Regions from separate parts of the Danio rerio genome. Here region 2 is linked to region 1. The links are chromatin contacts, called in public Micro-C maps. All regions are on one chromosome and are shown on one strand. The core of a region is the stretch at or near the end of the contact, and the rest is flanking DNA. Distances in the headings are between cores, read along the strand shown. Region 1 holds the start of atl1 (atlastin GTPase 1). Region 2 holds the start of tmx1 (thioredoxin-related transmembrane protein 1).

The links. A called contact is a pair of places that touch in the nucleus more often than the background predicts.
Region 2: a Micro-C map of caudal fin shows a contact between it and region 1, with 5 times the contacts expected there. The contact joins the promoter of tmx1 here to the promoter of atl1 in region 1. A contact is called at or near these places in 2 of 18 Hi-C or Micro-C datasets (caudal fin and hematopoietic stem cells).

The regions. Positions count from the first base shown.
Region 1 is chr13:40,229,403-40,232,523 of GRCz12tu, reverse strand. It overlaps atl1 (atlastin GTPase 1), which reads right to left and starts at 1,591. Exons shown (of 13, transcript NM_001145700.1): 1 at 1,434-1,591. The coding sequence starts at 1,467.
Region 2 is chr13:40,388,548-40,391,668 of GRCz12tu, reverse strand. It overlaps tmx1 (thioredoxin-related transmembrane protein 1), which reads right to left and starts at 1,634. Exons shown (of 8, transcript NM_001115133.1): 1 at 1,435-1,634. The coding sequence starts at 1,607.

The sequences.
Region 1 (3,121 bases), core at 342-2,841:
GGACTCAAACCAGTGACCTTCTTGCTTTTAGGCAACAGTGCTAACCACTGAACCACCATGCCGCCTCATCAAGAGTTCATTCATTCATTTTCTTTTCGGTCCCTTTATTAATCTGAGGTCGCTACAGCGGAATGAACCGCCAACTTATCCAGCATTTGTTTTATGCAGCAGATGCCCTCCCAGCTGCAACCCGTCACTGGGAAACATCCATGCACACTCATTCACACACATTCACTACGGACAATTTAGCCTTCCCATTTCACCTATAGTGCATGTCTTTGGACATAGGGGACAACAAAGCACACTGAGGAAACCCACGCCAACACAGAGAGAACATGCAAACTCCAAACAAATGCCAACTGGCCTAGCAGCGACTATCCTGCTTATAGGTGACAGTGCTAACCCCTGAGCCACCGTGTCGCCTCATTTAGAGTTTTTTTTTTCTTAATTTTTTTTATGTCGCACCATTTTTACAATAAAGTTTAGTAAAAATGTATTTATTAAAAAAACACAGTGAAAGAACTGATAAAGTTAGTGGCTACTTATATTTTCTCATACATCAGATTTCTCCAAAAATGGTGTTTTACACACACCATAAAGCATTTTACTGCCTATATGTCAATAACCCACATACCATATTTGATCACTTTGATTATTGGGCCCCATGCAAATCTTAAGGATGTGACGAGGCTGTTCACAGCATTGCATTTACACTTCAGCCATTGGTCCTCCTCAATAAAGCGACACCAATACTATCCCAACACTGTAAATTATTTACATTCAAATGACCTCGCAGAGCTCCCGTTCCTCTCGCTTGCTCTCTATCATGTCATATTCACCTGGTCAGGCCTGTATGGAGCAGTAAGCTTCACACGACCACCATCTACTGTATATTATATAAATCAGCATCTCCATACAGGCCTGTAGCAGATGCACAGAGCTCTGCTTATGTGGGTCACTGGCATGCACACACTCACTTCACACACATTTCTTATTTGAAACACTGCAGTGAAGGAAAAGTGTCTAATAAATGCAACTTATATGTCAATATAAATAAAGACTGGGATGAATAATTCAAAAATTGAGCATATTATTGACTGGTGTGCATGTAAAATGAGTGTGTGAATTAAAAAACGAGCCAACTCTGGCATAACAATTCTGCAAATGTCATGTTGCTGTTAAATATAGATATTAAAGCGTTAAAATAGCTGTCATCACAAACGCGCGCGCGCGCACAGGGCGGAACAGGGCTGTGGTCCGAACCAAATCATCTGATTTAGATGATGAAAAAATATATGTGTATTTATATGTGTGTGTTCTTTAAAATACAGAAAGGTTGTGACAGGCATCTTCACAGAATTTTACAATAATAACCCACAGTATCACAGGGTGTCTCTCGGCCGGTCGGTTTATTGTTTAAAATATGGACTCACCCCAGCTATCTCTGTCCTTTTTGTCCCGTGCCATGTCGCGCTGGTTGTTTTGGTCAGTATTCGGGGTCGGGTCGGATTTAAGCAGCGTTCATGAGACGAATGCGATGCTGGAAATCAGCTGCCAGTGATGGAGGCTCATTCTCATCTGAAGCGAACATGCAGCGTGCTTTTAGACCGCTGGTGGCGCTGTGAGAGGCTGCATGGTAAACATTTCTAATGTAATAAATTAACTGTAGTGGGCGGGGCTTAGAGACAGTGCAATGCCTCTTACTGGTCAAGCACAAACAGTTCTCATATTTTAACCCTTTACTTGATTGAATGATTTTGTTGTTGCTGCTTTTGTTAAAGCCTCATTTTGAAATGTAAAAGACATGTATATTGAATTACATTATTACATTTTTTACTACTCATTGTGTTATCTGTATTTATTAATTTATACATTTATAGACATATTTATTTGAATAATTTATCTAAATGCAGTTTATTACAGTTTTTATTTATTTATTTTAATTCTTTCTTGTTAATTCATTCTAATCTTGTTAAACTTTATATTTTTGCATTAATTGTTTATTATTCTAAGCACTACATTATTTTAATACATTTTGATGTATTTTTTGTTCATTAATGTATTTTTTGTTTATTATAATGCAATGTCTGGTTTATTTTCTTACTTGATTACATTTATATTTGTAATTAATATTGTATAATATTCTTTACATTATATATTATGTTAATGCATACTGTGTAGTATAAATGTATAGAGTATATTATATTTATGATATGGTTTATACTTTCCACTATTTCCCGGCGCTCCCTAAACACTCATTTAAATTATAATTTTTTATTTTTTTTAATTAGATTGATTCTAGATTATTTTAAACATATTTTACATGTATATTTCTTCAAGTATCCCCATTACTCCTTTGATGGCCAATTAGAAAACATCTGTTCTATAATAAAAATAAATAAATCTTTTAAGGTGTATAATTTTAAATAGGGAAAAATAAACTGGACAAAACGTTAATTTCTGTGTCTGTTCTGCATTGGCACTGTATACAAGAGTTTGTATTACAACTTACAAAAATAATTTATGATATTAATTTTTTACTTCATGACCTTCTCCCATGAGTTCACTATTGTGATAATTATATTAAAATAAAAATTATTAAATGACAGTTTTTCAGTCGCTAACAGGTGTTTTTCCAAGTTGTCACATTTTCAAAACTCTAAACACAAAAAGCACAGCCACAGTCTTTTGTGGCCATACCATTCACACATTTCATGTCGTTTTCACCCAATATGCAGTCAGTGAACACATTTCCACAATGCTTACATTTTCTTAACAAACAAGCTCTACCTTCCAACAAAATTATGAATTGTTTTTGTAGTATTTACGAATGTTAACATACAACAACCCGCGATAGCAAAAACAATATTCCAAACCTTAGATACAGAATAAAAACCTCTGCTTCTGCAATGATATCAGTTTAACCATAATATCAAAAATATATCTCAGCTGATAATAAACAACAAACAATTGAATAATTGACACACAGCTGATTTATGTTGGGTAAATTAAACCAACCACAGCTGATTCCAGTCTGGCTTAGACTCAGGGGCAGGGGTTCTTTTTTTCTATTATGTTTACACGTATACAGTAAAAGGAGGACCTTGAGGAGTGATGTTCA
Region 2 (3,121 bases), core at 385-2,884, 160 kb before region 1:
TGAAAATGAATTTTCATTTAAAGATATTCAATAAAACAAATGGATTTTTTCACTTTCATACATTTAGGACATTATAAGTTATGAAATTTAATCGTGGCTTTAATATAAATAAAACCAAAAAACATGGATATTGTAGTTTAAATAACTGACCAACCACTTGACAAATTAACCACTCAGGTAAAGCTGGTTTTATATTCATACATTAGGACTTTCTCATTAACAATATAATATATATTAAAAGTATTATTTGCAAATTCTAAATGAAGAGGTCATATAAGCAGCAGCAGAAGACTATCAAAGTACAACATCGTTCACAGCCAAATAAAGTGCTAATGTTGTTTTGAAGTCATGTTTATATGTGATTTCAGAGCTAGAATTCAAAGTAACATGGTAAACAATGTAGGGAGTGTGTCACAAGATGTCACTGAAAGAATGTGCGAATATAAAACCAACTTTACCTCATTACGAGTACGGGTATTTTAAGTAACGACCCGATACCCGATACTGGTGCATCCCAAAAAGCTTCGGCCAACTGTCATTTTCATTTAAAGAAATTCAATAAGAGTAAAGGGCTTTTTTCAGTTTCATACGTTTAGGACATGGTAAGTTCTGAAATTTAATTATGGCTTTATTAGAAATAAAACCAAATAACATTATTATTATACTTTAAATAACTGACCAACCACTGACAAGTCATGTTTATATGTGATTTCAGAGCTAGAATTCAAAGTACCATGGTAAATAGAGGTAAAATTGGCTTTATATTTGGATATTCAGACATTTTCCCTAATAATATAATTTAATTAAAGTATACTTTGCAAATTCTAAATAGGTAAATCATATTAGCAGCCAATGTCTATCAAAGTACAACACTGTTAACAGTGAATTAGATAGTTTTAATGTTGTTTAGGAGTCATACTTGCATGCTAATTCCGATCGAATATTCAAAGTAACATGGTAAACAATATAGGGACTTCTAAATAAACGAATTTGTGAATATAAAACCAACTTTACCTCTATCCATGGTAAACAATGTAGGGAGCGTGAACTGAACGAATGTGCAAACATAAACCAACTTTACCTCTATAATGAACCATGATTTCGCTACACTTACGTCATTTGTAGTTAAACGACAGCTACACAAATGTCAAACACACCTTAATCCAGGGTTACTTTAATGTTACTGTTATTAAAATAAAAGCATGATGAAGGTTTGTCACTTTTCATTTTCGCAAGGGTCACTTCAAAACCACAGAACTTCCTCTAACATGACTTCACTACAAGATCACTGCACTGACAGAATCATGTAATAGTCTGAAGCTAAACATTGATATAGATCAATGCATCACAGACCGTAAACAGATTAATCACCCTAAACAGATCAACAAACCGAACACACACAGACTTTATGCAGAAGTAAGTCTAATAACTCACAACTCGATCATCCATTCCCCCGTGAGGACTTCCTGCCAGTCTCCATCTGTGAGGACTCTTAACTGTCCGGCTTTGGGCGCTTCGGGCTGCGCGACCACACAGGCTGCCAGAATAGACAACACACACGCGCCGGCTGTCATTCCCCTGACTCTGCGTGGATCTCCGCACGCCATGTTTCAGCACCCGCCGATTCTCTTCCGCTTCCGCCTCCACCTTCACTGTGACGTATAATCGATGGGCGGAGCCGCGTAATTGACGTCAAGACGCATAAGCTTTAGAAAGCTGTTTTGAAACACACGTTTAATCCAATAAAACAAATAAACACACATTTCGTTCATTACAGACACTTCTTTTTGATTATTGTCTGGGGTTTTATGTGTAGCATTTTGTATTTATATTATGTTACATCAAAAAATGTTACAGCATATGCGCTCTCTCTCTCTCTCTCTCTCTCTCTCTCTCTCTCTCTCTCTCAATTCAATAATTGCTTTATTGGCATGACAAATGTTACACATGTATTGTCAAAGCAGTTCTAAATTTTACATAAAAATAAGAGAACATATATAATACAAAACACAGTTAACAGTAGCCTACAGTAGTAGTAGTAAAAATAAATAAAAAGATATATATATATATATATATATATATATATATATATATATATATATATATATATATATATATATATATATATATATATATATATATATATATATATATCATATCATATTATTGTTATTCAATATATCAGATTATTATTCAAATTTTCACTTTATAATTAAATATATCACATTGTTATTCAATATATCATATCATTATTTATTTATAACAATAAAAATAATTTTAAAAAATCTGAATAAACTGTACATTTAACTTAACAATCAACATTTTGGGATAAAACAGTAATAAAAAACAATAATAAAGAGTATATTTCTTTGCAGAATACAAAAACAATAAATAAAATCGTTAAGTGATTATACAGTACATATAAACATATGAAAAAAACAAAACACACAATTAGAATTTTGATACGTACGCAAATAAGAAAGAGGGGAAGACTAACATGAGGATTAAACAGATAATAAAAAGGAAAATATAAGTCATTCATTCATTTTCTTTTCAGATTAGGCCCTTTATTAATCTGGGGATGCCACAGCGAAATGAACCGCCAACTCATCCAGCACATGTTTTACGCAGCGGATGCCCTTCCAGCAGCACACTCCACACAGAACTTTACACAGAAACACCAACTGACCCAGCCGAGGCTAGAACCAATGATCTTGCTGTGAGGTGACAGCACTACCTACTGCGCCACCATGTTGCCTATTATTAAAATATAACAAAATAAAATACAATGTGCAACTGTTTGCAATAATTTTTCTGACTAGATAATGTTCTCTCTCTACTGTTATTAGAAATAGTTTATTTATACACCATTTTAAATTGCATACACAAATTTAATTGCATACATTTTATTTCAGCTTAGTCCCTTTATTCATCAGAGGTCGCCACAGCGAGATGAACCACCTAATATAACAAAAGTATAAACAAATAAGTTGTAAAAATGTAAATGTATCAATTTAAACATTCATTCGTTTTCTTTTCGGCTTAGTCCCTTTATTGATCTGGGGCCGCCCCAGTGAAATTAACTGCCAACTTATCCAGCATATGTTTTACGCAGCGGATG